4 separate regions of the Mus musculus genome follow, and all the other regions are linked to region 1. A link is a contact called in public ChIA-PET, HiChIP or PLAC-seq and promoter capture Hi-C data. All regions are on one chromosome and are shown on one strand. The core of a region is the stretch at or near the end of the contact, and the rest is flanking DNA. Distances in the headings are between cores, read along the strand shown.

Region 1 (5,161 bases), core at 1,988-4,487:
TCTGTGGGTCCTTGCCCCTTTATTTAAATGAGGTTGGTCCATTAGGCCTCTGCGTGTAGCACTGCCCACCCTGGTTGGGGCCAGGAGTTTCTGCAGTGGGTGTCCCTTTGGCTGCCAGCTTCTCCTCCTTCCTTGCTGAATCCTGGGGGCACTGCTAAGGAGATGATCTTTCTGCGGGGACCTTGCAACCTGGAGAGAACATAGTTGGGCGGTACATGGTGGTCTGTGGTCTGCGGTGATGCACAGAGTTGCTGTCAAGAATTTACTGCCCCCCTCTGCTGTTCTTCAAGCACACATTGGCACCAGTCCCAAAGGTCCCTCAGGAGCACCTGAAAAGGTGGGGCCTTGGGTAGCTTTGTGGCTGGAGGCAGGGAGGAGAGAGAGAGAGAGAGAGAGAGAGAGAGAGAGAGAGAGAGAGAGAGAGAGAGAGAGAGAGGGAGGGAGAGGGAGAGAGAGAGAGAGAGAGAGAGCCCAGAGTGGAGCCAGCCCTCCTCCCCAGCCCTGTCATGGTTTGTGGTGGTGGTGGTGGTGGTATCTTTTTCCTTCTTACTGTTAATGGCACCCTCACTACGTGGCAGGCACTTTGTAAGTTGGTTTTTAAACCCTGTGGACTTGGAAGTACCTTGCAATCCCTATTTTACTGCCAAGGGAGCTGGAGTTCCGAGAACAGTGGATTCAGATCTGGTTCACAGGAGAGTGCATTCTTAACATTGTATTACTCCACACCCCCCATGCCTGGGCTTTATGGCTACTGCTTGTAGGGTTCTTTAATACTTTGGATGGGTTCAGAGCACTGAGCCTTGAGGCTCTGGGGACTAGGGCTTTTATTGACTCTTCCTTGCAAAGCTTATTAGCCCCAGAGCTTTGTCCTGGAGACCTGAACAAACACAGGTGTTGTTTTGGCCACCACAGCTTCCCCAGGAAGTGGGGTTTGATAGCTCCTTTCTACAGCCCTTCGCCTTTCACAAGCCATCGTCTTCTTACAACAGCCCCTTCCTCCCTCAGTTCCTCCCCCCTCTTCAAGACTCACAGGCCTCAGCTGGGCAACTCCAGTTTGTCTTCCAGTTGCTAGCACTGGCCAGTTTCCCTGGAAGCTTTGGGAAGCCTTTGGCTGAGGGTTGAAGGGGCTAAAGGTTGGAGGATGGGTCTGGACGGGGCTTAAGAACAAGGGGTTGGCAGAGGCAGGCAGATTTCTGAGTTCAAAGCCAGCCTGGTCTACAAAGTGAGCTCCAGGACAGCCAGGGCTATACAGAGAAACCCTGTCTCAAAAAACAAGACAAAACAAAACAAAACAAAAGAACAAGGGGTTGGGAGGTGGTGATCGTGGAATAAGACACTCCCATCCCTGGCCCCAGAGAATGTGCAGTGTGGTGGCTCGGGTCCAAAGTGAAGTATGGACAGGTGGCAGTTGGGAGAGATTGTGTAGAAACAGAGTAACTGTACTTACTTTAAAGATCTACACATTCTGTGTAATATTTGAAATGTAACTCTGCGGGGGTGGGGAGACACCTGGCGGGCCCATGCCAAGATGCCCTCCTGAGAAATCACAACATGCAACAAACCTAATATAAGGGAGGCTTGGGAGAAGGAAAGGAAGAGAAGGGGTAGAGGCAGACAGACAGGAGCAGAGCCAATGGGGCAGATAATGGGGGACAAAGAACAGATGGGGGCGGGGGGGGGGACAGAGACAGGAAGACTGGCTGGGAACAGAAAAAGAAAAACATCTGGGCTGGTGAGCAGTCTTTTCATTCTCACCCATGCCTGGCAGCAGCAGGTAAAGACGGCAGGTGATGATGTAAGCTGATGATGTAAGCCAATGACATAAGCTTGCTAGGTTCCTGGGAGGAGCCTAGCGGAAGTTCCTGTAAGCCAACATTCCTCCTTTCTTATTTAATTAAAAATGAGTAGCTAGGAGGGGGTAACGGTGGGGCAGGAGTGAGGTTGTCCTGTTCTCTAGATTACTTCCTGATGACTGGGGGTGACAATGGCTTTGGGGACCCTAAGAAAATTGGAGTGCTGGCTGCTTCACTGCTGTTCAGGATCCATGAGAATATCTGCAGCTGGGAAAGTGCAGGCCCCGTTGAAGTATCTGCCAGGGTAGACTGAGCACCTGTGAGTAGCTGCCCTGGAGCCGTCCTGGATGCAGATGCTGAGTAAACACCTGGACCTGGCAGGACGATGGGGCAGACATATATACTAAGGGCAGAGGATAAGTTAATGTGACCATATGGAACAACCACACTAAGAGTGACTATGGATTCTGCTGAGTGGGTGGCCACCTTCCCTGGTCCCTTCACGTGGCTTATACGCTGAGGATGGCCCAAGCCTGTTGAAGGCCTTTCGTAGAACAACTGTTAAGAAAGTGTGGGGCGAGGACCCTGGAAGCCACTGAGGCCTGGGGTGCGTGCCTCAGAGACTACGGTGGCCCATGAGGAGACTGACCATCTGCCTGTCTTCCCTTTGTATTAGACGTTCACAGCCTGGTGCAACTCCCACCTGCGCAAAGCGGGGACACAGATCGAGAACATCGAAGAGGACTTCCGAGATGGCCTGAAGCTCATGCTGCTCCTGGAGGTCATCTCAGGTGAGCCGGCCCCAGCCCAGGACCCGGTGGTATCTCTGGGTTCTGTCCACGTTCACACTGGCCTCCCTGGGCACCAGGCACACATGTGGTGCATTCGCATACATGCAAGCAAAATTCTCATATAATAAAAAATACAAAAAAAAAGAGAATTAATTAAGATCATAACTTCTAATTAAGAAACATCATCACGATTAATAAAGTAGCACACACCACTTACTCTCATTCCTTGGAGGGATTACCCTAATGACCTTAGCCCTGTCTTATGACTTGGAGAATCACCATGCTGCAGCCAGCCAAGCTTCCAGGACCTGAACCACTAGGGGACAAACCACATCCAAATAATAGCATTGTGCATGTCCTCTTGGGTGCTCAAAGCAGTAGCTGGCCCTCTGTTTTTGCTGCACACTTCATCTTATCTTAAACCAAGCCTGGGACCACAGACTGCTCTGCTCTACCTTTCTTTCCAACTTGACGTTTGCATTCTTGGCTGTCTGTTTCCTTCTTTCATGATCCCCTTCGAGCCTTTTGTCCTGTGGGCTTCTGGTGACTCCCACCTAGAGGAAACCTTGGGAAGGCCGGGAAGGCCTTAGGTTCTGTCTCCTCCCTGTCTCCTCCTCCCTGAAGTCCCGCTTTGTGAAGCCGCCCCAGGCCTAAGATCCTCTGACAGCCCAAATATGGTCACGTTGTTCCCTCGCTTGGAAGGCTTTTGTGCCTCCCCGAGGGCTTCCAGTCTGGGCCTCGCATTCCTTTGCAGAGCCCTTAGGATCATTTGAGAGCTGGCACCTGCTTTGTTTCCAACCGACTCTTCCCAAAAAGGTAGCGGACCTCAGGCCCTCTGCCACGGCTCCCCAGATGACATGCCATCCTGTTCCCTGTGTTTGCGTGACTTCGACAGATTCAGTTCTTTAAAAACAACTTTTCATATTTCCTTTAAAGTGAAACCTGAGCAGGGCAAAATATACACAATGGAAAACATAATCATTTTGGCTTTTTTTTTAAAGGGGAGGGATTATTTATTTTGGCTCGTGGCTTCACACGCGTCAGCCTGTTGTGGCAGGGAGGATGTGGTAGAGCGGCTCAGTGGGCATCATGACAGCAAGAGGCCAAGAAACGGGTGTGTGAAGAGGCCAGAGAGGTCCCCCCCCCCCGCCCCCGGTGATATTCTTCCTCCAAGAGCCCTGCCTTTTGCCTTCACTGACTTTTAATGATGCCATCATATTATGAATCTGTCAAGGCATTAACCTGTTGATTGGGTCGGATCCCTAATGATGTAATTATCTCTGAGAACACCCAGGCTTGTACTTGACTAATCTTGGCATCTCTTAATCCATTCAAGTCAACACTTAAGACTGAGCATCACAGGCTGCCTCTTGTCAACTTGATACCGGAACACGTCACTTTAAATCATAACATTCTACCCCTGGACCCCAGAAGACTGCATTCAATTTATCTCCATGAGTTCCCATGGACTTGGCAATTCCAACATTGTTCAGAAATCTAAGCCCAGAGTCTCTACTGAGACTCAAGGCAATCCCTTAGTTGTGAACCCCTGCAATAAATACCTCTAACATACCGTGGCACTAATGAGAGAGCTGGGGGCATAAGAAGGGAGAATAGTACTGAAATAAGACCAGAACTCAGCCTGGCGTGGTGGTGCACGTCTTTAATCCCAGCACTCGGGAGGCAGAGGCAGGCAGATTTCTGAGTTCAAGGCCAGCCTGGTCTACAAAGTGAGTTCCAGGATAGCCAGGGCTATAACCTGTCTCAAAAAACAAACAAACAAACAAACAAACAAACCCCCAAAACAAAAAACAAAACAGAACTCAAGAGTGAAGATTGTAGCCGGCACAACCATGTCCAATCCTGGGGAGGTATGGTGGTATGATGTGAGCTTCAGTGGTCTTGGGTAGCCCTTCCTTCCTCGTGGTTTTTCTCTTGTGTTGGCTGCATCCACTGCCTGAGGCTTTCATTAGCAGACATTCCATATTCCCAGCATGTTCAGCATCCGTGGGGTTTCCATTATAGCGTAGGCTTCACCCCAACAGAGCTCTTTGTAGGTAATTCAACCGTGTTATACATTTCCCTGCCTCCCGGGCCTTCCTTTGAAATCAGGATAGACACTGCCATAGCTCTATAACTCTTGAATTCTGCACGCCTACAAAACCAGCATCATAAGGATGGAGCCAAGCTTTCTGCACATCCCCCTGTCCGACCCTGCAGTGGCTTCTGAGTGCCTGGATGCTGGACATAGGAAAGATGCTTTCTGGAGCTGTCTCTTCTCAAAGGAAAACTTCTTTTTTTTCCTTATGCCTTGCTTTTGTGTTATTATTAATTTTTAGTCACCATATAAAGTAATAGGTCTCACTATATACGCATATGCCTGAATACTTCGTTCTGATTCCTCTCCTTCCTCATTGGAGGGAAGGAAAGTCTGAAGCCTGTGATGGGTGGGGTTTGGCCAGTTCCTTAGATGTCAAAGGCATCTTTATAAGACATTTTCCTCCTAACCTAGTGTAAAGTGTTTGACTTTTTGTCTTGTTTTGGTTTGGTTTTGTGTTTTTAAAGAGAATAAGGGAT
Region 2 (5,161 bases), core at 1,156-3,655, 1.0 Mb after region 1:
TACTCAAAGCTGTCCCTACAGCAGTGAAGTGGCCATATTGCCACTTCCAAATTCTCCCAGTGGGGCCAAGAACCCTCTATTTAATTCTGCTTAGTAGCTACCTTACAATAACTGACTTAACTAATATTACACTGAGACATTATTCTCCTTACTTTCTGAAATTGGAAAGATGCAGGAGGGAAAGGAACTATGCTGAAAGTCAGAATAAATTAGTTGGACTTGGATTGGGCTTGGATTCCAGTTTCCCTGAATTCCCTTCAGAGCCTTCAAGGCCAGGAAGAAAGAAGGAAATCCAGGCAGAACCTGAGTGAAGAGAGCAGAAAGTGTGGCCCCGCAGAGACCGAAGGAAAGGACTCACCTCTTCGAGCAAGCTCTCTGGCTGTCTCCTTGCCAATGCCTGTGTTGGCACCTGTGATGACCACTACCTTCCCTGGGATCTGGACATTTGTTGTACAAACTCCACCAGCAAAGAACTTCCTGTCGCCAAAGGAAGGAAAATCATCCACCATTTCCCCAAAGTCACGCTGAGATGCATTAAAGAAAAAGGCCACATAAACCCAAAGAGGGAGGCCTTTAACTTGGAGTTATAAATAAGACTTTATCATCGTTAGAAATTAATTTGCATGGACCACTTTTTGGTTGGGCAAGGTAGTGGCCAGCTCATAGACAAGAATTGAAAGGTCATGTGTCCAGAAGCTAAAAATAGTCACCTGAGCAAGCAGAGAAAATGCTCCTGAGCCAGGGCCAATGGAGACATTCCTTGTCAGATAAAAACGCTATCAGTCTAATCTCTAGACTTCCACGGGTCAGCTTCCTCCTCTGACCCACATTGGAATCACATGGGTGATACACATTAGAGGACTCAATGGTCCTGAGCCCTATGGCTCCAATAGTTACTATAGGAACTAGCAGATAGCATCTGGGTTGACACATTAACTACTTCCCTCTCAGTTGTCTTTTTTGTTTAGAGAGAGAGCATCCTGAGTGACTTTCTGGCACTTTATTATGGATTTTATTTAGGCCATTGGCACACAGAGAAAGCTTTCTTGTTGAAAACAAGACCAGAGAGTCTAGAATACTTCCTGAACATCACTGGATGGCAGACACTGAGCTAGACACTTTCTATACACTGTCTTTTCTTGATATTTTCTACATGCACTGTCTAGCCTAGGCTAGACTTTCTACACCCAATATTTAGACTAGGCTAGACACTTTTCTACACTCATGAGGTCTATCCCAGGCTTGATTTTCTATACATTTTCTGTCTAGGTTTAAACACTTTCTGCACCCAGTCTACCTCCATGCTAAATAGTTTCTGCACTCACTATCTTTCCACATTTTCCATACATATTATCTTTCCATATGCCATTTATATTAATTTCCCCTGCCATTTCAGTATTACTTCTATATTACAAAAACAAACACACACAAGCAAACAAAAAAAACCTCTGAAGCCCAAAGATGTTTAAGTCATTTCTAAGGGTGGCCGGGACCAAGTATGACACTTTGACACTCTGTCCTCAGTATGCCTATCTAACCTTCCTTTGGGGTGGGGGTGGGGTCAGGTCAGGGGGCAAAGGTTCAAGACAGGGTCTCTCTGTATAGCCCTGGCTGCCCTGGAACTCGCTCTGTAGATCAGTCTGTCCTCTAATTCAGAGTTCTTTCTGCTTCTGCTTCCTGAGTGCTCGGATTAAAGGCACGTACAACCACACCTGGCTCCTAACCTTTCTAATCATCAACAAAATTTAAAGCCCCCACATAGAATAGCCATTTCTTGGCACCTCCACAAATCCCCAGTGAATCATTTCCAAAACACTTCTTGAGAGAAGTATCAAGGGAAGAGAGTTTGCTTCCTTTCCAGAGTGCCTAAGACTTGACAAGGAGTCCCTTAACGATGAAGTCCCCATGACACTCACCTCATCTAGGGACAGAAAAGAAAAGGAAAGTGTCAGAGAAACCTAAAGGAATCAGAGGAAAGTGCCACAGGACTCATCTACTCCGCCTTCCTCCTTCCTCGGCATCCGAATTCAAATCAGCCCCACCTCCTCCCACCCAGGTGCTTCCTTCTCGTTTTCTGCAGAGGCATCCAGAACCCCTCCTTTCCTGTTTTTAATGTACTAATCTCGCCTCCGCCACCTTCCCTCCTTCTTCTTTTAGAAGTCAAAACCATCTTCGTAAAGTATCTTTGAGTTGCTGGATTAAAACAAACCTGATGGATGGAGCTGTCAGATACAAGATGGAGAGGAAGGACGTAAGCAGTACCAAGATAAACAGCATCTTGTCAACTTTCTTAGTTGCTGCTTCCCACCCTCAACCTAGCCCGAGGATCCTTCTCTGGCTCCAATTCCTGGCAGCTTCTGTTGGTTCTTGGTTCCTCTCACTCTGGGACACTCAGCAACTGGCTGGCTTAAGCAATGCCCAGAATCTTACTTAAATCCGAGAGCCGCCAGAGCACAGCCTCCTGGGAGTTGTAGTCCTAGAGGGGTGGGGCTTAAGGAAAGATTAGGGCTTCACCTTATATTGGCAGTGAGAATTTGGCAATACTGGAGTTCCTCCTCAACACGCTATTTTCAAGATAGAATATGTTACACATTATCAGCAGGCTTCAAAAAAGCCAGGCATAGTGACAACGTCTTATAATCAACGTATTTGGCAGGCTGAAGCAGATGATCACTTGAGTCTGTAGTTCAAGACTGGCCTAAACAACATAATAAACTGTGTCAAAACAAAACCAAACCAAAAAAAACAAAACAAAGAAAAAAGCAAGCATGCGAACAAACAAAAAAAAAATCCTCCAAGTCCTAATGATGCTTGAAATATGTGTGATTAAAAATGGAAGAGAGATAGTAAGAAGGATGGCTAAGTAGGTCAAAGCACTTTCCATGTGAGCTTGTTGGTATGTGTCCAATCCCCAGGATCCATGTAGAAGTCAGATGTGGCAGCTCAGGCCAGAAGAGTGGCTGCCGTCTGTAACCACAGTAGTCCTACTTCAAAATGGAAACTGGAGCTCAAAGGCCAGGTAGCCTCGAGGAAGTGGAACTGCAGGATCAAGAGGTAGGTACGCACAAACCTTGCTTCGAAGACAAAGTAAAAGGAGTGACCTGACTTTTGAAAACTTGTTCTCTAATCTCCATATGCATGTCCCTACAAACCCCAAAGTAAATTAACAGGGCAGGGAAAGTGGCTCAGCAGGTATCAGCAATAGCAAACAGGCACAGTGACCTGAGTTTGGTTCCCAGGTCCCACAGCCAACTCTCCAAGTGACACTGTGACCTCCACACATGCTGAAGCCTGTGCATTCCTGCACTCTCATGTATATATAACCAATTAAATAAGTAAAAGTTAAAAATAAATAAATGGAAGAAATAGGGAGTGGCTGAAGGTCCTGTGGGGCTGGCAATGTGCTGGTCTTTGATCTTCGTGCTAGTACACAGGTGTGCTTACTGTGAACAATCACTGAGTTGGGCGCTTTTGATTTGGGCATTTTGTGTGTGTTCTTTACATTACACTTCAGTGAAGTTGACACACCCAACGACATGTCAAGCAAGAGTAGAGTGTTTAAGTATTCTCGAGCTAGACTCAAATTCCTGACTCAAATCCCAGCTCAGCATCCTTCAAGCTTCAAGGTCCTGGGCAAGTTATTGAGTCTTTCTGCTGCCTCAGTTTACTTGATTATCCAATGGGAGTGATTATCAGTTGCAAGTCTCCACATGGCCACTCGGGCCACTCACCTCAGATGATTCTCAGGTCAGGTGGACTCAGGGGAGGACACAGCAGTGGGACAGCAGCTTTGTAAAACAGAGATGAGGGGCTACTCTCTGATTTGACCTTTGGTGGTGGTTTGTCAAGTGGAGTCACACAGCTGTGGCCGATGTCACCATGGTCTAGAACATTCTGTAAGAACAGAGCCTACAGAATAAGAGCAAGTGTGAAAACTGTAAATGCCTCTTCCTCTTCTTCCACTCCTCCGCTTCCCCCTCTTTTCATCTTCCAATGACATATCCTGGCATCCAGATGAGAAAAGTAGGAGCCTAGCATGGCCCCCAGTGGTTTCCCCAAAAGATCTTTTGTACAATAATGTGTCCATTTCTAGTCAGGAGCCGTTTGCTGCCACACTCAAAACTGTCCCAGAATGAAAGAATGTTTTTTTGTTTTTGGTGGTGGTGGTGGCAGTAGTGGGTTTTTGTTTGTTTGTGTTGGGTAGGGGAAAGGTTTGAGTCAGGGTCTTACCATATAGCCCTGGTTAGTCTGGTACTAGACCAGGCTGATGTCATATTCATAGAACTCAGCCTGCCTCTACCTCCCAAGTGTAGGATTAAAGGTATGTTATGCCATCAGACCTGCTTGTATCTTGTTTATTCAATAGTAAGTCTTTGTTTCTCTTTTTTCTTTTCATCTTTTTAAATTTTATTTTAAATTATGTATAGAGAAGATATACCCACGAATGCAGGTGTCCGCAGATGCCTTTGGATCTCTCTGGTACAGGAGTTATTTACAGTGGTGAGCCACCCAGTGTGGGTGCTGGGAGTTAAATCAGGGTCTCCTGTAATAGCAGTGCTCTTAACCACCACTGAGCCATCTTTCCAGCCTCTCTTCTTGATCTTAAAGGGTAAAATATCTCATCAACTTTCTAAAATAAAAAAATTGTTTGCTTTGAGGGCAAACTGTGATTGACTTCCTCCTATAGCATACCTGTAACCTGTAGCAGTTGTCATTTGGGGATTATAAAATGGTAAAGGACTGTTCTGTATACTGCAGAGTGTTTAGCAGGATGTCTGGGTTCTATTCAGTAAAGTGCCTAAGCACTACTCCTGTGACAATCAAAAATGTCTCGAGACATTGTCAACTGCTCACTGTGGGGTACAATCACCTCCCCAAGTGGGAAATGCTGTCCTTCAGGTTGTTGGGCATATGGGAGAATCCTGGTGTGAGATGTTGGGTCTGATGCTACAGAGTGAACACAGAGCCTCATACATGCTAACTGCATTCTCTAACACTGAGTCACAGCCCAGCTCTGGTAGGTGTGATAGTGAAAGGATTTGAGCACAGCAAAGTTTCATTTAGATCCCATGCATTGAATGCTGGTTCTGCCAACCTAGTCTGCTCACCAGAATGCGGCAAATGACTAGTATCTCACAGGGTCTGGGATACTGATCATCAA
Region 3 (5,161 bases), core at 670-3,169, 870 kb after region 1:
AAACCTCACTAGACAATGATACATCTAATGCAAAGTTGTTTCTTGAATTTTATTGTTGTGTATGTGTGTTTATCTGTGTCTGTGTACAAACATGGACATGCAGGTGCCTTGGAGGACAGACGGTATCAGATCCCTGCAGCCGGAGTTACAGGTGATTATATGCCACGTGATGTAGGTGCTAGGAACTAAACTCAGTTTCGCTAGAAGAGCAGCCCACACTCTTAACTACTGAGCCATTTCTTCAGGCCACAAAATACATTTTTAATAGAAATGTCTGCAAACCATAGCAGACAACAACTAACTATGCTTCCATGTTTATGTCTGCAGCCTGTCACGTGGTCTTGCTTTGGCTAATGTCTCTGAAGATAATATGACTGTCTACAATTGGAAAATGTGTTTTAGTGGTTTTTTTCATATAACTGGAGAAATGTTCACTTGAAAATATACCAACCCATAAGAAGCGCTAAATTTTAAAAAGAAGTTACCATACAAACTCGGCAGAGAAATGAATTTCTTTTGTTCTACTATTTTAAAATCTTCTATTCTACTTTGTATTCCAAAAAAAAAGATCTTTACCAATATGTTTTACAGTTCACACACCAATCATGTGAAAGATTAGCCATGCAGAGCTTCCTAATGTTCACAGGTCAATTATTACCAGTCTCATCAGAAATGTTTTTCAGTGTGAGTTTTCCAAATGATCACTTTTGTTTCAATATTTAAATGTTATTAGTAGCAATGACAGTTTTTCACTTGTTTCTTAAGAGGCAGGGGGAGAAATGTCTCTAGACATCAAAGTCTAAACAACCAGATTGCTTGCTAGCTATTTGTTTCCATATTAAAGCAGTATTATATAATACACAACTCACACAACAACAAAGGTGCCCTCAGAAACGTAAGAATGCCCACCTGCCTCGCAGACCCTGGGGGAGCTGAGCCAGCTGGGGACACATAGTTCCAGGTTCCTGAGTAGGGTGTTCTGTGTTACTTCATCTTCCCAGTCTCAATTTTATCTCGTCTAACGTGGGCAGGAGAGCTTCATTTTCACAGCCTCCATGGAAAAGTCTAGCACACAGGAAAACTAGCAAATTACAAGAATAAAAATCAATCGGCAGAGTCTCCCGTTCTTTACAAGTATTGCCTTTAAAGCTTACACTTGAGTGAATTCTCACTGCAAAACAACACAGACACGGTTTGCCATCTATTAATTACAACCTAACAGTCTACTCTGTGAACTCGATACTTGCATCAGCCTACCTAGCACTGTCAAGATCTCCAAGTGGATACACAAGCAAGAAAACTTTTAAACACAGTTTGCTTTTGAACTATGGCATTTACGTAGTAAAGAAAAGAAGAAAAGCTAGCTACCATTCCTAGACTGCAGGTAGACTTAATTTGCCCCTGCTGTTAGTGGACAAAGACACAGCAGGGGGCTGAAAGTCTGTAACAGAGATGCCCAAGTCAGCAGCTTTTCTAGTCACCAGAGTTGGTCCCTAGAGAGTCATGATTCTACAAGAGAAGTGCAGTTCAGAACCCTGTCTACCTGAAGGAGGAGCAGAGCTGGGAGACACGGATAGGAGCAATCCTTAGGGAGGTAAAATGTGACTCTCTAAGCTGTCTTGTAACCAGTGGGGCTATGCTCATAGCCTGACCTGCCAAAAACAACATTAAAGTCCTTTTGACCACAGTTGTAAAGACTCTAGTTTTATGTTTCAACCGAAAATAACGATTAACAAATTTAAAGCCAACGGTAATTCAGAGTACAATAAAAGTATGTTTATATAATGATTCAATAAATGATGTTTCTATGGCAGAAGAAATAGTGCCTCCCTGCTTCTTTACGGCATGCATGGGAAGGGCAGCACCCCCTCAGAGGAAGGCGGTCTAGATTGTTAGAGGATTGTGATGGCTAGGTGTTTTTTCTTTCTTTTCTTTTTGGAGATAGAGTCTCTCTATGTAGCCCTAGCTATCCTGGAACTTGCTATGTAGACCACCGGACAGCCTTGAACTCACAGAGATCTGCTCATCTCTGCCTCCAAAGCAGAAATTAAAGGCTTGTGCCACTGGGGCCAGCTCGTTTTTAACCATCAACTTTCCACAACCTAGAGTCATCTAAGAGCCTCAACTGAGGAACTGTGTAAATCAGGTTGGCTAGCGACATGTCTGGGGTGGACGCCTGGATTGTTCACCGATACAAGAGGACCCAGCCTGATGTGGGCAGCACCATTTCCCAGGCTGGGCTTGAACTGTATTACAGAGAGAAAGCTAGCTGAGCACAGGCAGGCCGGCAGCAGTAAGGATGTGTGCACTCTCCCTGATGTGCTGTGACTAGCAGTTTGAGTTCCTCGCCTTGGCTTCCCTCCAGTGGTGCTTATAACCCAGAATATAAGCCAAGCAAGCACTCTGCTCCCCTGTGTATCTTTTGGTCACAATATTTTATCACAGCAACAGAAATGAAACTAGAACAGGATGTTTCCAGCCGCAAGTAAATAAAGCCCGAGCTGAGGGGACTTGAACACCACCTCTGAAGCTTTTATGCATCCAAAGACTCTGATTTAGTAGGACAAAGGGAGGGCCTGAAATTCCAACAGGCAAAGGGGATGCTTCTGCCAGTCTATAGACCACAATGTCAATCCCAAGAACTGAACCACAAGAAAATACACAGATCAATGTAAATATAGGGGCTGGACACATGGCTCAGAGGTTAAGAGCACTTACTCCGTTATGAGAGGGCCGGAGTTCAGATTCCAGCACCCACATCAGGCAGTTCACAAATGCCTGAAATCCCAATACAATGTCCCCTACAGGCCCCTAGAGGCACCAGCATACACACACACACACACACACACACAGATAGATGATAGATAGATAGATAGATAGATAGATAGATAGATAATTCTTTTAAATTTTCTTTTAAAAATGTATATGCAAAACCAGAAATAAGACTTTTCACTAAGGTCAGCAAGGATTTAGTGGTCACATACCCTTAGACATGTTCTAGGAAAGAAAGTAGTGTTCATCAGATTTCAGTCAAGAACGAGAAAAATTACCAGAAGCTTTAAAAAATTTCTCGCACCCTGGAATTAGATCATCAGCTCCTGAGTGAACTGTTGGTCGGTAAGAGCAGCAAGGTGATCTTTGGACAAATCAGCTCAACGTGAACATGGGATAAGCTTCCCTGACACAAGCTGGAAAGTGCACAAAAGACAAAGGACAAAGAAGAACAAGTCACGAGTCCGTTAACAAGGAGCACAGAACAGATGCTGCACAAGGCACTTGCCAGACATTTGCAGAGATAAACACCGGTTCGGGCTAATTAAAAATCGCAGAGTACTCTATAAACATAAATGTTAAATATTTATTTTTAAATAACCACACTGAGTTATTACTAGATGGCAACCTTACTCAGTCTTCACAGAAAGAAAGCCTATTACAGCCTTCAAATATGACACTAGAAATCATTCATAACTATTACTTACAAGTTGTTTTTTAGAAATATTAATACTAGTCATAAAACACTTCAAAACTGAATAAAATTCATTAAGTACATTCTCTAAGTTTAGGAAAGTCTAATCCATCATTCAAGTAACTAAAGCTAAAACCAGCCCATACTAGTCTATTGCCATCTTAAAAAAAAAAAATCTGAGGCAAGGTATCTTTTTAAAGAAAATAAATAGTTCCAAGAATGATGGCTCATGACTCTAATTCCAGACATCAGGATCCAGGGGCAGGAAGACTGCCACAAACCTGAAGACAGCTTAGCCTACATAGTGAGTTCTAGGCCAGCCAGGGCTACACAGTGAAACCTGCCTCAAAAACAGAATGAAAAAGAGTGGGGGAGAAGGCTCAGAGGTGAGAGCACTTGTTCTTCCAGGAGACCCGAGTTCAGGTCCCGGGACTGGGGCAGCTCATATTCCCTGTGACCTAAAGATGGTCTAGCACCCTCTTCTGACCTCCACAGAAAGAAGCAAAGAAAGGAAGAGAAGAAAGAAGATGTTGTTGGCTCACAGAACTAGACATGCAAGGGCATCATATCAGCAGCTGCTCAGCGCTGAGCCTTGGTGAAGCTTTACAGCAGATGTTACCACAGTGCAGGTGTATGTGAGAGGCAGAGATCACACGGCCGGCCAAGATGTCAGAGAACAAGGCAGAGGCTCGTCTTACTCTTACAACTCACTCTTCAGATGATCACTTCAAAGGACACACTCCCACCGATCTCAGGATCTCCCTTAGACCTACCTCTTACAAATTCCTACCATTGTAACGACACTAAACGGGGACCAAGCTGCCACCTCATGAAGCCTAGTGGTACAATCATATCCAAACCATAACATAACCACTAATTCAAATTTAAACAGTAATAAAACTACCAATTAATGCTATGGTGTTTCAGAATCTAAAACTTAGAATCTAGAGAGATGGCTCAGTGGTTAAAAGAATGGACTGCTTTTACAAAGGACCAGGCTTGGTTCCCAGCATCCACATCAGGTAGCTCACAACCACCTCTAACTTTCAGTCTCAACACCCTCTTCTGGCCTCCACAGCAGCCTGCAGACCCATGATGCACATAAACCTATGGCGGAACACTCACATGCACATAATATTTTTACTCATTTAAAACAATAATATGTAAACATATCTTCTTATAAAATTATATATGAATATAATTCCTAAACTGAAAAATTAAATATATTAAATTATATATTAAATTATGATGTCTCTACTGATATTATTAATAATAGCATTAAGCATTGTGATAGAGAAATTTAGTCCCTTCCTACAGTACAGGACACCAAGTACCAGAAAAGAGAGCTGACTAAAGCAGGGTCATGCAGCCAGGTATAACACATCAGCTACAGAAAAACTTATCTTTTGATCCCTGCAATTCTTGATCACTTCTACTGTATCAAGATGTTGATATGAAATGCTTAACCTTCAAAATGTGGTTCCCAGAGCCTGGAAGCAGAAAGTGAGAAGAACGCTGCTGAACAAAGAACTGCTACTTCCAAAACCACAAAGCAGCCCAGTCCCGTGTTACAGGAAGTTCCAGTAGGCTAAGCTAAGGATCACACAGAGTAACAAACTAGAAGCACAAAAAGAACTTCACACTATACAATAAGGCCTTTAAAACAGTATGTTTTAGGCTGGGAAGATAACTCAG
Region 4 (5,161 bases), core at 1,013-3,512, 770 kb after region 1:
ATACAATAAAAAAATCCACGGACATTAAACTAAAGGAAAAAGCTTTAAAATAAAGCACATGTTCTCAAAGCCGACAAGTATCAAGGGGGTCAAGGCTGACGAAGTTTGAGGGAATAGCAAAGGCTTCTCCATCAAACCAAAACTGAGGCAAATGCCGCACCACATGGACTAACAATGTAAACAGAGGAGAGTGTTCCTGGAAGAGTAGAAGGTAAACTGGAAAAGAAAAAAACAGAAAGAACTGAACAGAAAAAAAGGAAGAGAGGAGTTCTCTTTAATAATATTAACATTTCAAAATAAGTAAAAAGACTTCATTCCAATAAAGTCAGACACAAGGCATTAATAGGAACTATTTTCTGACTACTTATCCCCCAACACACATTACCCCCACACACACTTTCACCACACACACACACACTTTCAGTTTACTGTAACTCTTGATGAAAAATGAATTTCACGACATTAAGGCCCCATAACCATACGCACTAATAAATCAGACTTCAACAAATTTGAAGCCTGGTGCTCTTCAACAAATGCCATGAAGAAACTGAAGGTACACTGGATAAAAGAAGGCATCATGAGTGATATCTAGGGATGATTTCAAATATGATAACCCAAGCCAGCCAAAGCTTTGGAACTTCACACCAAAAAGCCTAAAAGGTCTTACATACAGAAAAAGGTTGTTTCAATGTTATCAGTCAATAATAAAACACATGTTAAAACTCAATGAGATGTTGCTTTGCACACACTAGAATTAAAAAAAGATAAAAGAATGGCAACAGGGCGCACAGCATTAGTCAGCAACAGAGTGACCACTGCCAACAGCTCATCACTTGCTGGTAAATTGACTATAATTCACCATAGACCCAGCAACATACTTCCAAGTATTCACTGAAGCAATTAAAGCTTGCATTTATGAAAGACACTCACAAATTAAGAACCCTTTATCTGTAATTCCAAAATAAAGATGAGCAGAATGTCTGTTAGTACATAAGGCAATAAATGACAGCCTGTTTGTACAGAGTGTACTATGCAGGGATCTTTTTAAAAAGATGAACAAACAACTCAGACATGCCACAAATTATCCCCGAACAGAGCAGAAGCCAGACACAAAAGGATATATACCATTGAGTCCATTCACTTGGGATTCTAAAACTTACAAAACTATCCTCCTGTGATCAAGAAGGATCCTATTGTTGTCTGGGGACAGGGTGGGGACTGCATCACAGAGGCACAAGGACATTCTCTGACAAGATGGAGATGTTTTATAATTGACCACGGGGATGGTTATGAGACACACATTCTTCAGAGGTCAGTGGACTGCAGCCTGAGGCCTGAATTGTAATGTTCCATCCCAGCACTCCAAATTAAAAACAAAACAAAACAAAATCATGAAACCTTGATGAGTTCTCTTGGGAAAGTGTTATAAAGCAGCATTCTTGGCCCTTCCATGCTTTCCAAATTCCTGTCGTCACACGAGCTCTCTCTTTTACACAATTCCCGCCATTAAGGCAACTAGTCACACCTTGACACAGCCAGAGACATGCTCACCAGAGTCAAATCAGCAGGCCATCTGATCTCAGCTGCCAATCTCAAAACTGTTAGCTAAGTAAACTTCGTTTTTTTTTTAAACTTAGTACCAAGCCTCTGATATTCTGTTATTATAAAAGAAAACAGATCAATACAAGTCATGTACTTTTTATCACACTTAAGTTTAAAAAAAAAAATCCTGACCTGCTCCAATGATCTCACTGAGAGGCAAACACCCTCCCTTCAGCATACTGTGAGTAAAACTGAAGGCCACATAACAACATAGGCATAAAGTTTTTGCTGAAACCCAAACATAATAGTTCATGCCTCTAAATCTCAGTATTCAGGAGGCCGAGGCAGGAGGATTACAAGTTTAAGATTAGTGTGGGCTACACAGCAATGTCTTAAAAGACACATACACCTCTTGTTTAGTCCCACTGGTTTTCATACACACGTTTCCCTATGAGAGCCAGGGACGGTGAGTAGAATCCCAGCCCCTGAGGTGTAGGTTAGGAGGGTTACAAGTCTGAGGTCTGCTGAGCTACACGAGAGACAAGACTCTGTCTCAAAGCGGGGTGGGGGAAGAAAGAAAAAGAAAACTGAAAGTGATTTGGTTGACAAAAATCTAAAAGGAAATACTATTTTTAAGTTGAAAAGATAGTGGGTTTTCTTTGCATCATTTACTGATTTTAGAACAATGAATACAGCAACCACCAGTGACTCTACTCAATGAGAAAAGAACGCAGAGCACATCTGAGAGACTCTGAAAGGCCCTCGAGATTACACGGACAGTATATTCAGACTTCCTTCTCAAGTGGTTTTAAACGTGTTTGACATGTTTTATGTGTTGGATGAAAAATTTAAGGCTGCCCAACTTTTATAGCATGATTTTGATTTCAAGTCCCATCTCCTATATCCAAACTAATTTGTAAAACTTTTCAGGAAGTTATACACAACTTTAAACTTCATTAAAGCTGCAAGCGTATGTTTAAACGTCAGCGAATGGCATTGAAAGCATGTTTACTGAAGTTTCCATAAACACACTCTAGAACTCAGAAAGGCAGGTCTGCTGATTATGTTGGAAGAGTCAAAGGTCACCAATGATGGCTTACATCTTCTCTTGAAAGCCCTCCTCTTTCTTCCTCTGCTGTCTTTTAAAGAGTCATCTTATCTCTTGTGCTGTAAAATAAGTTTAAACAGTTCCCACCCAGATCTAGGGCCATTCAGTGTTCGTGGTTTTGAGCCTGCCCCACTCAAATTAATCAATATTTCCTCAGCAAACACTGGGATTTAGTACTGAGCTGAAAGGAAAATAAGAAAAGGCTTTGTTAATTGAAAGAAACGACAACCCTGGAAGCCACTTGGGTAATATTTTAAAGGCACTTTTGTAAGTCATTGAAGGTAGTCTCCAGCTCATATGCAGTCCTCTTCCACACAAGTCAAAGCTGATCTACAGGATCACCAGGGTCTGGTCAGAGTGATGGTGTGTAGCTTCCAAGATCTCTCGGCGTTTCGAGACTTCAGAGCCAGTGCCAGCATTGAGCAACAACATGACGCCATGACCCTCTATCTGCAGGGTTTTTAAGTCGTGGATGACCACAATACTTCACCTCACAACTCAGCAAAGACACAACCCCAGAAACACCTGACCAGAAACGTTAAGGCTCCTGAGTACTGACATCCTGTTTATTTAACATGTGAGATCACTCAAACGAGGGCCAAAAATCAAATCCTTCATTTTTAAAGATTCCTATATCTAGTGTAGCTTACTGATTTTTGGCTGTATTACATGTCTTCTCTTGATTAAATGATTCTGGGGATGAGAGAGTATTTACTTGTTTATTTACAAAAGAATGAGTGTTGGAGAAACCTGATAATTCTTGCTGATCTGCAGATAAATAGCATTAGTTTAAATTGTTTACTATTTACATTTTGGGAAAAATTCTTTAACCTTAAAGGCAAAATTGTCCTTAAAAGAGGATAAAATGTTTATGTATTCATATTTACTGTACTGGATATTTGACAAGAGTTTGATTTTGTTTTGTTTTGTTTTGTTTTGTTTTTTTAAACTGGGATTGAACCTAGGGCTCTACCACCAAGCTACATCTCAGCTGCAACCCCCCAACCCTCCCTTCCCCAACTTATTTTTATGTTGAGACAAGACTGTACTAAGGAGTCTTGAACTCAGAGTAGCCCAGGAAAGCTCTGAACTTGTGGTGCTCCTATCTCAGCCTCTCCAAGCTGGGGTTACAGATCTGAATCACCAATTGTGTTTTTAACATTAAGTATGAAGACGATATTACAGATCACTTAAGCCGGTGCCTCCATATGCAGAACAGCTCTTCTCACTTGACAGGAACATCTGTTCTTTCCTAACTTGTTGAGTTTAGAGGAATTTTAATAATTTACTGTTCTCACTGAGACCCGACCAATTCTCCTAATTTCTTGTAATGTATTTGGGGGTGGGGATAAGCTCAAGATTGGTGCTCGGTGTGGGAGTGTCACCTTTCCATGGTGTCCTGCACAGTGGAGCACTATTATTTTATAAAGAAGAATTGGAAAAAAGAAACCTCCCATGGATTTATAGGAAATAATTTAAAGATACATTATCAAGTAAAATCTCAGACTAACACTCTGTGTAAAGACGAAGACAAAAATCAAGGATATGCTCACATAAATCTAGACACCATGAGGAGAAACAAGCACAGGAAGGGTAAAAGCGAAACTGAAGTTACAGGGATGAAACAGCAAAGAAGGGAGCTGGCCCTTCTCTGGGTACATTTCTTTGCACAGACACTTTGATGTTTTACACACATGCGCCCCCACATACGATTATCAGAAGATGGGAGTTAAAGTGTAAAATTGAAATCTAAATGGAACCGAATGAGTCAAGTTTTCACTTCAAATAACAAAACCATGCTGGAAGCAGCAGAAGGCAAGCAGAGACTAAACACTAACCCGATTATCACTTTATAAAATTACATGCGTTATTACTGTGTGGCCATGACGCAAATGTATACATGTGCGTGCCATAGCGCCATGTGAAGGCAGAGGGTCTGGAGACCTCAGCTGGACCAGTGAAACCTCTATCCACCCTGGTGTCTCTCGCACTCCCATAAGGCCAGCTCAAAGTCTAACAGCTAGCACGTGTCCAGGTGACTGAATCCAAACCGACTTCTGTCTTATAAGTTCTAGGTAGGTCTAACTCAAGCCTCTATTAAATACCTAATGAATGCTGTGATTAGCGTTACTATCTAAATATTATAACACTCACTTCCTCCCTTGTATGCTTGTATCTAGGCACTGGAGGGCTGAACGCTAGACAAATATTTCCCTATCACTTTCAAAGCAGCCTTTACACTGATTAAAATGTGCTGACATGCTAAACACATTTTTTACATAATGGTTTTACATAATGGTTCAGTTGAAAATATTCCATTCCTCAAGAAGATGGTTCTTTTCTTTCTTTCTTTTTTTTTTTTTTTTTTTTTTTTTTTTGGTGTTTTTGAGACAGGGTTTCTCTGTGTAGCCCTGGCTGTCCTGGAACTCACTTTGTAGACCAGGCTAGCCTCGAACTCAGAAATCCGCCTGCCTCTGCCTCCCGAGTGCTGGGATTAAAGGCATGCACCAC

The links. Promoter capture Hi-C pulls out the DNA fragments that hold promoters and counts their contacts. ChIA-PET counts read pairs in DNA pulled down with a chosen protein or histone mark. HiChIP or PLAC-seq counts read pairs in DNA pulled down with a chosen protein or histone mark.
Region 2: a promoter capture Hi-C map of liver shows a contact between it and region 1, with 2.7 times the contacts expected there. The contact joins the promoter of Rdh12 here to the enhancer-like site in region 1. A contact is called at or near these places in 10 of 39 promoter capture datasets (the 3T3-L1 cell line, 3T3-L1-derived adipocytes, the C10 cell line and 6 more), 1 of 484 Hi-C or Micro-C datasets (B cells) and 1 of 115 datasets of contacts at active chromatin or transcription factors (large pre-B cells).
Region 3: a contact with region 1 is called in an H3K27ac HiChIP or PLAC-seq map of differentiating embryonic stem cells, with 9 times the contacts expected there. The contact joins two enhancer-like sites. A contact is called at or near these places in 1 of 39 promoter capture datasets (the C10 cell line), 1 of 15 datasets of contacts at CTCF or cohesin (large pre-B cells), 7 of 484 Hi-C or Micro-C datasets (B cells, bone marrow-derived macrophages, liver and 2 more), 4 of 115 datasets of contacts at active chromatin or transcription factors (differentiating embryonic stem cells, embryonic stem cells, extraembryonic endoderm stem cells and 1 more) and 1 of 9 other capture datasets (embryonic stem cells).
Region 4: a contact with region 1 is called in an RNA polymerase II ChIA-PET map of memory CD8 T cells, with 9 read pairs. The contact joins two enhancer-like sites. A contact is called at or near these places in 3 of 115 datasets of contacts at active chromatin or transcription factors (embryonic stem cells, memory CD8 T cells and pancreatic cancer cells).

What each region holds. Positions count from the first base shown.
Region 1 is chr12:80,206,782-80,211,942 of GRCm38.p6, reverse strand. It overlaps Actn1 (actinin, alpha 1), which reads left to right. Exons shown (of 21, transcript NM_134156.3): 2 at 2,470-2,584. Among named protein-coding and RNA genes, the nearest start is that of Actn1, 51 kb to the left of the region's middle. Within about 2 kb of position 3,237, at least 74 of the 459 cell types and tissues checked have an H3K27ac peak or open chromatin away from gene starts, as enhancers often do. A contact at or near this core is called in differentiating embryonic stem cells and memory CD8 T cells, where this site is marked.
Region 2 is chr12:79,206,157-79,211,317 of GRCm38.p6, reverse strand. Rdh12 (retinol dehydrogenase 12) reads right to left here and starts at 2,405. Exons shown (of 7, transcript NM_030017.4): 1 at 2,210-2,405; 2 at 359-477. The coding sequence starts at 2,277.
Region 3 is chr12:79,337,914-79,343,074 of GRCm38.p6, reverse strand. All of the region lies in intron 7 of Rad51b (RAD51 paralog B), which reads right to left. Among named protein-coding and RNA genes, the nearest start is that of Rad51b, 43 kb to the right of the region's middle. Within about 2 kb of position 1,919, at least 18 of the 459 cell types and tissues checked have an H3K27ac peak or open chromatin away from gene starts, as enhancers often do. A contact at or near this core is called in differentiating embryonic stem cells, where this site is marked.
Region 4 is chr12:79,439,307-79,444,467 of GRCm38.p6, reverse strand. All of the region lies in intron 7 of Rad51b (RAD51 paralog B), which reads right to left. Among named protein-coding and RNA genes, the nearest start is that of Rad51b, 140 kb to the right of the region's middle. Within about 2 kb of position 2,262, at least 57 of the 459 cell types and tissues checked have an H3K27ac peak or open chromatin away from gene starts, as enhancers often do. A contact at or near this core is called in memory CD8 T cells, where this site is marked.